2 separate regions of the Sus scrofa genome follow, and region 2 is linked to region 1. The links are chromatin contacts, called in public Hi-C maps. All regions are on one chromosome and are shown on one strand. Each heading gives the region's core, a stretch centred on a gene start, on an enhancer-like site or on the middle of the called end of the contact. The rest is flanking DNA. Distances are from core to core; before and after follow the strand shown.

Evidence for each region. A called contact is a pair of places that touch in the nucleus more often than the background predicts.
Region 2: a contact with region 1 is called in a Hi-C map of liver, with 3 times the contacts expected there. The contact joins two enhancer-like sites. A contact is called at or near these places in 1 of 47 Hi-C or Micro-C datasets (liver) and 1 of 2 datasets of contacts at active chromatin or transcription factors (alveolar macrophages).

The regions. Positions count from the first base shown.
Region 1 is chr5:90,891,592-90,897,501 of Sscrofa11.1, forward strand. No RefSeq gene overlaps it. Among named protein-coding and RNA genes, the nearest start is that of BTG1, 79 kb to the left of the region's middle. Within about 2 kb of position 3,775, at least 29 of the 83 cell types and tissues checked have an H3K27ac peak or open chromatin away from gene starts, as enhancers often do. A contact at or near this core is called in liver, where this site is marked.
Region 2 is chr5:91,114,344-91,120,253 of Sscrofa11.1, forward strand. LOC102159120 (a long non-coding RNA gene) reads left to right here. Exons shown (of 9, transcript XR_002344338.1): 9 at 1-483. Among named protein-coding and RNA genes, the nearest start is that of BTG1, 300 kb to the left of the region's middle. Within about 2 kb of position 2,283, at least 24 of the 83 cell types and tissues checked have an H3K27ac peak or open chromatin away from gene starts, as enhancers often do. A contact at or near this core is called in liver, where this site is marked.

The sequences.
Region 1 (5,910 bases), core at 2,525-5,024:
GGTTATTGCTCATCTTGTGAGCATTGAGTAAGGAAGTCACACTTTCTGTGTCTTCTTATTATGCGTATTTTCACTTACAGTGTATCCGTATAGAAATCCCTCCAAAGTGGCTGTTGTTCAGTTGTAACACATTCTTTGGAATGCATGCTGTGTGATAATGCATGCTGTGGATGAGCTGTCATCTTTATAGACATCGTCAGTGAGTAGCTGTGACTCGGATCTCTGTCCCCCTCTCCTTTTCTCGCTACTCTTTAGTGTCCTTTTACACTCATCCCTGTGCACGGATAATCCTTGAGGTGTCAAGAGGAGACTGTCGTGTTGAATGGCACATTCAGGTGTGGGTTTCATTTTTTATATATGCTGCTAAATGGCTTCTTTAATTTTTTATATATGCTGCTAAATGGCTTGCTGAAATAGTTTTAACAGTTAATGTTTTCTTCACATAGAAGGAACACCTCCACAAGTTAGTGATCATTTCAGTTTTTTGCCAGTCCGATAAGTTTAAAGATACTCTGTTGTTCTTTTACTTTGCATTTCTCTGACTGATTTAATATGAGCGTATTTTCATCTGCTTGCTGGCCATGTGGGTTTGCTCCTCTGTAAGTTTCCTATTCTGTTTCTTTATTCATTTCTTCCTGAGTCTGTCTGTTTTTGTCAGTTTTGTGAAAACAAAACAAAAAGACTGTTGTCAACTGTGGTACAAATATTTCCAAACCTGTCTTTTGTCTGTTTACCCTTTAGGAGAATCTTTCTTTTGTCAAAAATTTTTTTTTTTAAATTCTAGTATGATCAAGTTATGTTTATCTTTTCCTAATGGGTCAAGAAATGTATCGGGAATTCCTGTCGTGGTTCAGTGGGTTAAGAACCTGACTAATATCCATGAGGATGTGGGGTTCAGTCCCTGGCCTTGCTCAGTGGGTTAAGGATCTGGTGTTGCTGTGAGCTGTGGTGTAGGTCACAGATGCTGCTCAGATCCCACATTGCTGTGGATGTCGTTAGGCCAACAGCTGCAGCTCCGATTCAACCCCTAACCGGGGAACTTCTATATGCCACAGGTGCAGCCCTAAAACCAAAAAAAAAGCATCAGCAAGAAAGTTGCCTTTTACCTGAAGATTGTATATATGTATACACATGCAATGTACCAGATTTTCTTGTAGGTATTTTTTTTTTACAATTGTCTTTAATCCAGTCATTTATTTTTGTAAATGGCATAAGAGTGGGGTTCAACTTTTTTTCTTTTTGCTTTTTAGGGCTGCACCCAGGGCATGTGGAAATTCCCAGGCTAGGGGTCCAATCGGAGCTATAGCTTCTGGCCTACACCACAGCCACAGCAATGTCAGATCTGAGCTGTCTGCAACCTATGCCACACCGGATCCTTGACCTATTGAGAGAGGCCAGGGGTCAAACCTGCAGCCTCATGAATACTATTTGGATTCATTCTGCTGTGCCACTGGGGAACTCCTTGATTGTTTTTAAGTACAGTGAATAACTAGTCAAATACATATACGAATGTGTGTGTGTGTGTGTGTGTGTGTATACAGAAGCTCCCAACTTCTGATGGCTTGCTTTTACAGTGGTACAAATGCTATGTGCATTTAGTAGAAACTGTACTTTAAATTTTGAATTTTCATCTTTTCATGGGTTGGTGATATGTGGTATAATACTTTCTCATGATGCTGGGTAGTGACAGTAGCTCCCACTCAGAACAGTAAACAACCGATACACTTGCAACAGTAAACAACCGATACACTTGCAATCATTCCATTTTTCACTTAGGGTATGTAATAAGTTACATGAGATATTCAACACTTCATTATAAAACAGATTTTATGTTAAATGATTTTGCCCAACCGAAGGCTAATGTAAGGCACGTTTCAGTAGGCTAGGCTGAACTGTGAAATTTGGTAGATGGGGTGTATTAAATATATCGTTGATTTATGACATTTTGAATTCACAATGGGCTTATCAGGGTGTAATCCTATCATAAATCAAGGAAGGTCTGTATTTGTGTATGTATATATACCCATATGTATGTGAGTATCTATCTATATACACATGTATGTGTATTTATCTGTACCTATATGTCTCTCCATACAGATATATAGATACACAGCCATATATATTTTTATATATATCCCCCAGATATGTGCATGTGTCTATGTATACACACATCCATATATGTATGCACATATATAATTATTAATTCCCTGTAGAGTTTCACTGAATCTTACTACTACCTACCAAACATTTGATTTAGGAGTCAAAGAGAAATTTGAACTAGTTTGGAAGGAAGACAGGTGTGCTTAAGACCCAATTGACCCAACCCTCTTTCAAACCTTTTGATCCTGTGACACTGTAATTCATCCTCTCTTCCCAACATGAACCTCATCTTTTCTTGTGGGCTTCCCTCTTGTACTACCTGCCTCTGTTACCCATCAGAGGAGTTTCTATATCCAGTTAGATTCAAAAAAAGACCACACATCTCCTGCCCATTAATTCTTTCTATAGAAAGTATCTAGAGAAGCAGCAGGCTGCCAAGTCTGGTGTCAGAGAAACATAGTTAACATGCATTTCTCCCCTGCCACCATTACTTTCTTTCACTTATATATTCCATTTTGGCATTTTGGTACCCGAGACACAATTTTACTTATAGCTACATTAAAATATGAATATCAGTTGTGGAGGTTTGCTAGCAACAATTATGCCAGTAAAATTATCGTTCCGTCTAAGCATTTCAGAAAAGCACAATTCGACCTACTCAGAAACATTTCCTAGTAATCTAGGTTCCTTTCACCATGAATTCTATTTAAAGTCATAAGAAAAAAGCAAGACATAGAAATGTAATTATTTAATCTAAAATGTGACAGGCAGTAATGGTTCTCCTTTATCCGAGGACAGTGTGTCTCATACTTGAAAGTTAACTAAAGGGCAGTGATTCTTTATGAGTCTTCCCTTGGGTGACCATTACTGAGCGTCTAAGGTGAAGTTCTAAGTCAGGGCATTCCTCCTCCCTCCCTACCCTGAAAGAGTATTAGAGAAGTGTCACTTCAACAAAGCAAGTCTGGACTCAATGCCAAAAAATTTTAAGCAAGAGAATTTTATATGCAGATTGCCTAATACAAGACAACTTTATAGTTTATAGAACATTTTTTTTAGTGTTGTTCCCTGTTAAATTTTATTATATAAGGCACATCCTTTTTTTCTTTATTTCAATCCTTAAATAAGAAAATAGAGTTGCATGAAGGAACATGATGGAGAATAGTGTGAGAAGAAGAAAAAAATACACAACACACACACACACACTCATATATATATGTATAGCTGGGTCACTTTACTGTACAGTAGAAATTGACAGAACACTGTAAATCAACCATAATGGAAAAAATAAAAATCATAAAATAACAAAAAAAGGAAATAGATTTGTTGCTTCTCACCCCAGAAACTTCTTTACAGAATCATAGGAGCTTAGAATTGCAAGGGACATTTTAAGTCAGCCGACATTAGAAATTAGCTACTTTAAACTTTTGCTAAATGCTCCTTTAAAAGACAAAAACAAAAACTGCCACTTGACACAAGGGAAAGCAAGATTCTGTGAATGCCTGAACTCTGTTTCATGTCCTACTTCTGTCTTCCTCTGAACTTTGTTTAAATGGCTTTACCAGGAGGACTTTCCAGGGGTGGGGTTGTGTGCTGGAACACGTGTAAGACTCCACTGTGCCCTGCCTTCTAGGGGGAGGTGATTTCAGCAGGGGATTTTTGCTCCAAGGATGGAGGGTGTATGTGTGCTTTTGCTTTTTTTTTTTCTTCCCCCTGCTCAGCACAGCTGGTAGTTCCCTACTGACTGGTGTTTGTTTTGGAGTCACGTGGCAAACGGGGTTTCTGCCAATGTTTATTCATTACACATTCAAATATAACACTCTAACGCCCATTCACTGGACCACTTCAGTGTTGCTATCCAATTCTCCTGCCAGAAACGGAAAGTTTATTCCCAGAGCAAAAGCTGCTTTCTTTGCCAATGCGGGTTTCATGCATAACAGGCATATTTTAGGACTGTTGCTTTTTAAAATATTAAGTTCGTTTAATCATTTCGTGTTTACATTATGTGAGATGGGTCGGTCCTATCTGAAATGTTTCTTAATTGGTACCGTATTGATTAGAGAATAACTTCCTTGTACGTGGGAAGGAGGATCACGATGCCTTCCTTCATCACTACGCTGATAGAAACGGAAGCAGTTTTACTCCTCTTTGGGGCCTCTCGCTGTGGGAGAGGCCCCAGAGATAATACATCTCTGCTATATTGTGTGGGCACAAGGCCACGTGACTTGTTCTGGCCAATGACCTGAGGATGACGGTCACTTTATTCTTTTTTTTTTTTTTTTTTTGGCCACCGCATAGGCATGTGGAAGTTCCCAGGCCAGGGATCGAAGTAATGCCACAGCAGTGGCAACGCTGGGTCCTTAAGCCACTGTGCCACCAGGAAATTCCTGGTGGCCACCTTCTACCAGAGGCTTTAAGAGCCAGTGTGAGGTCCATCCCTCTTGCTCTCACTCTGCCCCGTAACTGGCTATTCCAGGTAGAGGTCGCTTTGTCCTCTGGGTCCAGCTGTAAACACAAACTACATCGAAGCCACAGGTAACATGGGACATGAAAAAGAGATCAAGCTTTGTTACTGTGAGCCCTTGCGATCTGAAGGCCATGTGTTGCTGCAGCATAACCTGGCTCATCCTGACCAATGCAGGCTGCATACCAGAAAGAGCAGGTAGAACCTAAGTTCAAACCTTAGTCCTGCCATTACATAGTGATGTGAATTTGGACATGCCTAGGTGTCCATGACCTTTACAACCCAAACCTCAGTCTCTCAGGAGTGGGCACAACAACCACCACCCTCTGGATCTCACAGGATTGGTATGAGGCTAAAACGCATCATTTATGTTACTGAAAAGGATCATCCTGCCTTTATAACTACAAAGCCCTGGGACAGTTGGCTTTTCCCTCTTTAGTGAGTTGCATATACTGATTTTCACTTCTTTTCAACTTTCGAATAAGTAGAAGTTCCGAAGTGTATCATCCTCACAAAGTTTTATAGGCAGTTAAGCACACACACTCACATATTCTTGTCTGAGAATGGCACTTCTGACTGTGCAGGACGATTCTTTTTAAGCCTCCAGCTTTGAAAGTAGAGTCATGTTGAGCCATGTGGATACTTGCTCGGCCAGGCCAATCAGCTGATTATATTTTTTCTAAGCCATAAGGCCAAACTGCTTCCCTTTTTGTTTTTTGTTTTTTATTTTTAGGGCCGTATTCACGGCATCTGGAAGTTCCCAGGCTAGGGGTCAAACCAGAGCTGCAGCTGCCGGCCTACACCACAGCCACAGCCAGACAGGATCTGAGCCGTGTCTGCCACCTACGCCATAGCGCAGGGCAACGCTGGATCCTTAACCCACTGAACAAGGCCAGGGATCGAACCCACTTCCTCATGGATCCTAGTCAGGTTCGTTAACCGCTGAGCCACGAAGGGAACTCCCTGCTCCACTTTTTGAGAGAACATTATTAATGATAGGATATTATTATATCATTTATTTTACTAGGAAGAATTAGGGGAAAGAATATTACTTTAGAGTCATGTAGACCTGACACTTAATAGTAAATATTTATTGAATAAATGACTGAATCAACTCAAATCTCACCAACAACTTCTAACTGTGTGATCTTGTGCAAAACACTTAACCTTTCTGAGCTTCAGTTTGCTCACTTGCAACATACAAAATAATAATCTCCTCCTAGTGCTTTTTTTAAAAAAGTGGACTAACAAAGTGGTAGAGGTATGAGGGATCTCAGAATGCTTAGTAAAAATTTAATAAGCATGAAAGTTTATTAGCTATGCTATATCCTGGAGTGGATAGCCAGCCT
Region 2 (5,910 bases), core at 1,033-3,532, 220 kb after region 1:
TAGCCTCTATCATCATTCTTAATGAACAACCCATCTGTTTGTTTATATTTCCCGTCACCTTTGGTTCTGCCAAATTAGAGGTCCAAATTCTCAGTGGGGGAATGTTTGTATTAGTGGACATATAAGTCCATCAGTGGACTGAAATAGAAGGCATGACTTGAAGCTACCACATCACTTTGAGATCCTTGTGCTAGTGCCTTGCAGATAAAGATCCAGGTAAAAATGACCCTGACAGTAAATAATGCTGGAATGTGATTAATTCTCAAAGAGAAAAACATAAAAGAATGCTGCAGAAATCTAGATGATGGGGAAGTTTGGAAATGCAGAAGTGTAAAGATAAAAGGCCAAAAGATTGGGCAATGCATAAAGGCTAATCAGAACAAATAATAATGAGAGAGCTACATATTTTATTGTATCAAAATATTGTCAAATACCCCTTTGAAAGTGTGTCTGCTGGAAATAAAGGTGCATCTGTGTACAATCTAGTTATATTTTCTTGGACTTGGAGTGATATCATCTCATCCTTATTCTTAATAATGATGATGAGATAACCCCTGACGGCAAAATCCTAACACATTTTTTTTCTATTGCCATGAATGCCCATTGGATAGAACTTCTGTGTCTATAGACAAGATTTATTTTTGCACTACTCTCAGTTATCTATGTCTTACTAAGTTGTATTAAGAGCTTCCACAGATTTAACATTTTAAAATGGAGAGGGACATGCTATAGACAATGTGCACTTCCCATCCAAGTACAATTTTTCTTTGCATAGTTGTCGTAGTGGTAATATTTCTGTTAACATGTGTGATATAAACAGGTTACTGTTACATAACTAAAAACAAGTTAAATCCTGAAGAACCAAAAAATAAAACAATGTGTAAATTATTTAGAAGGTGCTGGTGCAAGACTCTGGCCTTAGCATCAAACAAACCTGAATTCTAGTTCTATGTTTTTACTATTTATCAGCTGACTGACCTTGGACAAGTCATTTAACCTCTTTCGGTCTCAGTTCCTTCCATCTGTGAAATCAGGCACTGGAACAAATGCTTTCTAAAGCATCCCCTCCTCTTGCCCCCTGGACTCATATCTGTAGACAAGAAGCAGTGACTGTTGATGTGAGGTATCATGTAATGTCTCTTGTGGATAATCCATACATGGATAATTGAGACTTGGCTTCAAATGAGCAGTGTGATTACAGTTACCAACCTAAATGATTCCAGCAAATGACAAGTCTTTAGGGCTTTTGAAATGCCACCCATTTTACTGTGTATATTTAATGAAATGCTAATGTAATTTTGCTAAACATGCAGTGCTTATCATTACACATGATGGATTAGAAATCTGAGTTTCCAATGGTAGCAAACTGTCATAGGAGTGATTAAGCACTACAATTATGGGAACACCTACCTTTTCTATTAGAAAGTCATTTTTTTTTTTCAGCTTGTGTCAGTTAAAATTACAAGAGACTGTGAATGTCAGGCAAAGGATATGTGTTTAAAGTCTGGTTTAAGAACATTCACAGATATAGAGAACATACTTGAAGTTGCCACGGGGGAGGTGGTTGGGGGAGGGACAGAACAGGAGGCTGAGGTTAGCTGATGTAAACTACTGCATATAGAATGAATAAACAACAAGGCCCTGCTGTGTGGCACAGGAAACCATATGCCACATCCTGTGAGAAACCCTGATAAAAATATTAAAAAAGAATGTATCTACACATACATACCAAATCACTTTGCTATACAGCAGAAATTAGCACAACATTGTAAATCAACTATACTTCAATTAATAAAAGAGAACATTCAACTCCAACTCTGCTTGCATGGTGTCGTCTGAGTCAGCAATGTCAGTGTGGTCTCTTGGGCGACACTGTGTTTCACCGACAGAGTGACGTTGCACAGCTAAAACTGTATCATCCGAACAAAGATTCCAGTTTCTGGAAAGCAGTATCTTTCAAGTTCTAGTAATCCACACAATTGTTTTGCACCGACAGAACACTGACAGGAGTCCCTGTAGGACTGTCCGTTCCCATGGTGGCCCCCTGGTGGTCAGAAGGACTTTGAATGTGTTTCTTGGCTGAATATGTAAAAAAAGTGTGTGTGTGTGTGTGTGTGTGTGTGTGTGTGTGTTTAATTTTGTGAGGAGAGGAGGAGAAAGACTTTCAGAGGTTACAATGGAATAAATGCTAGTACATTTCTTCCCCATAAACAGAAATCCTCCAAAGTCCACTGAAAGCTGTTCTGTCAACTATGGTCTCAGCTGTTGTGAAGACTGGCATCTTGATTCAGTGCAGCCAAGTCACAGGAGCCTGAAGACCACAGCCTGAGCCCTGGGTAGTCAAGCCCTTAGGTCAATGCAGTTTCGGTTTCCTATATTATAAACCTAGAAATCAAAACAAATGAACTGTCCAGCCCCCCTTATATTCCTTCACTGTATGGTTCTATTAAATAAAGTCTCTCATCAGCAGCTCCCTCAGAAAGCAAACGTTTACATAAATATTCCGGTTAAAATACTCTGAATTTGAAATACTTGGAAAGAAATGAGAAAGTTCTGTTCTCTTCTGATGAAATAGTTGCAGTACTTTTTTTCCAAAAATTAATTTTTAAAATATTGATTTATTTTAAAAATGTTACTGAGCCTGTAAGAGACAACCTCCTAGATTGGGGTGGAGATGAGGAGAGGAGATGTGAAGAGGGAAAAAGCACGTACAGTATGTCACACAGGAGTGCACAGTTTGCAGATGAAAAAACTAAAGCAACCCACTGTGACAAAAATTGGAACTTGACAAAATAATTTGAACCATACGGAAATGTTGAAGGTCATGCTTTCGTAGGATTAACCTGCACAAAACAAGCCAATCACATGCACACATGCACATACACACACACTCATCGGCAGCCTGAGTTCTTCACCTACTTTAAGTACACATTAAAAGTAATAGATATATTGACAGAGTGGGGTGCTTTACATGCATTATCTCACTTAGTTATGATAACAGTGCTGTGAAGGAAGCATTGTTATTCTTGTTTTACATCTGAGGAGGTGAAGCAAAAAGCCCAGGTAATTCTCTCAAGAGCCAAAGCCAGTAAGAGGTGTGACTGGGATTCGCCTCCTTAGCTTGAACTCTTAATTCTTCGCCTGTATTTGACGTTACTCTGGTGCCCCGCCTGGTTGAACTGCTGCGACTGAACTGCTGCTCAGATCAAAAACCACTGTTCCAGAGGTGAGTGCTGGTCTGAGGCGAATACATTTTGACTTTCTGTAACTCTAGGGTACTAAAGCAGCAGGGTGCCAAAAATATTAAAGAAAGTCCTAAAGGTTAAGATTTACAAGCATTCAGGACAGATTATTATTAATTATTATTTTATATTGAGATAAAAACCACATAACATGAAATTTACCTTCTTAATACTTTTTTTTTTAAGTGCATATTGGTAACCCTGCTTGTGGCAGAGCTCTAGAACTTTTTTCTCTTGCACGACTGAAACTCTACACCCATTTGAACATCGCCTTCCCATTTTCCACTCCCCAGCCCGCGCCAACTATCAGTCTGCTCTGTTTCTGCGAGTTTGATGACTTCAGATATACCAAACAAAGGGAGTCGTGTAGTATTTGTCCTTATGTGAGTGGCTTCTTTCACTTTACAGAGGTCACCATGTAGCATATGACAGGATTTCTTTCTTTTTAAGGCTAATATCCCACTGCATGTATATGTTAAGTTTTCTTTGTTTCCACTCATCTGCCAAAGGACATTTAGATTGTCTCCATTTCTTGGCTATTATAAAAATGCTGCAATGAACACCACAGTGCAAACAGCTCCTGGAAATCTTGTTTCCAATTCTCTTGGATGAATATCCAGAGGCAGGATTGCTAGATCATATGGTGGTTCTATTTTTAAAGGAAACTCCATACTGTTTTCCACAGTGGCTCCACCATTTTATATTTCCACAAACAGTGCACAAGTGTTTCAATTTCTCCACACCCTTGCCAACACTGTTCTTTCTTTTCTTTAAAAAAAAAAAATAATGGCCATCCTAACAGGTGTAAGGTGATTTCCTTGTGATCTGATTTGCATTTCCCTTATAATTAGGGATGTTGAGCATTTTTTAGCATAACTCTTGGCTATGTGTTTGTTTCCTTTGGAGAAATGTCTATACTAATGATTATTTGCTTTGCCTTATGAAGCAAAGTTCACTCCTTTACCATGAATAAAAAGCAACTGAATTCCTTGCAAAGAGCACACACTGAACACATGCTGCAGAAGGTACACTGAGCCTACAAGGATGTACATCTTCCCTTCTTGAAAAGCAATTTGCATGACTTGGAAGAGAAGCAAGTTATGCATATTCAAATCCCATTATAAGGCAAAGCCCGAAATGTTTACATGAATGTACTGATTTCAGTGTGGATGCCATGCTGGCGGGGAGCTAACAGTTATTAATCACATACCATCACATACGAATCTAACTTGGTGAGTAAAGATTATTATCAGAGCTATCTGAGGCTCCGAGCAGTTAAGTCATGTGTCCAGGGTCCCCAGCAAGTAGACCAAAAAGTCAACATTTGAACTGAATCCCAAGTTCATCATCTTTCCTAGTGCAACATTTTGTTTTCTTTTCTTTGGGAATTGAGGGGAACTTTAGAGAAATTTGACGTTGGAGCTGAAATTTAAAGAATGGACCAGTCAGAATTAGAGAGATAAATAGTCTCACAGGTTATTCTGCTATCTCTGTGATCTGCCTTAGAAATAAAGTGATAAGTTCCAAGACAACTTGGGACCTATGGAGGTGGGGGTGAGTTTCTGAAGTATGCATTAAAAGCCCTATTCACCCACAGGCATTGTTTACCTTGCAAGGACCTCCTCATTTCAGAAACCGAGTCTTCTAATTAGTGAGTGAAGCATAACCCTTCCTTTGTTTGTTCTCAACACTTCTCATTTCCTAGGGACCTCAGGCCCTTACTTCCATCCAGAGCAATTGCCCTAAAGTGAACTTCTCACAGCTGGGATCTTTTTTTTTTTCTTTTTCTCTTGAGCATCAGCTATTCCTTAATTTTTAAATGCAAATAGCAATATGTTGATTCTGAGGGCAGTTTGGGGGATTTGTTTTTAGGCAAATCAGGGTGATGAAATCTGGTCCAAAAGCAACATCACCGACTCAACAATTAAGGATATGTTGTAATCAAGATTTGGATCACTGCAATGAAACTGTCCTTGCTTAGAGGAGGCGAGTCTTGGGTGGTGGAGGGGCTCTGGACCTTTGTGGGATCCATCTGGAGTTGATAGCTCAAAGTGTGTTTCTCATTAGAGTCAACTGTGGGAATCCAAGAGTTTTATAATGTCTCCATTTATTCATTTTCAGCCAACAAATATACAAAGGCTGCAGAGCATTATTACAGTTGCAATTTATTGAGTTATTTCCAGGAGGGAGAGGAGATGAGGATTGTGGGGCTACTTCTGGATTTCCTGCCAGGCTGCCCAATCTCATAGAATGGTCTCAGAACTGCCTCTACCCTGAGAATGGCTCATCTTCTTATCAAACACAGTAGAAGGATGTTGCCAGGTAGATATCCCTGTGAAAATGCCCGATCATTGGCCCTGATGTTTTGTTGTCATTGTTCAATAAACTGAGTGTAAAATTCACAGGTTGTCACCACCTATTCTTTAAAAAGCTACTCTCAGGAAAGTAGTGTTGATGGTCTGAGGTGTAGACAGGAGACAGGCAGATATTGTGCTGAATTCTGACTCTGTCTCTGGCTGTGTGATTTGGGGCAGGTGACTTTACCCCTGGAGTCTTAGTTTCATTTTAACATGGACATATTAGCGCATGGGTTTTGCAAGCAGTAAATGAGATACATTCTGTGAATGATCCTATTACATTACTTGGCACCTGTTTGCCTAGTGAGCAG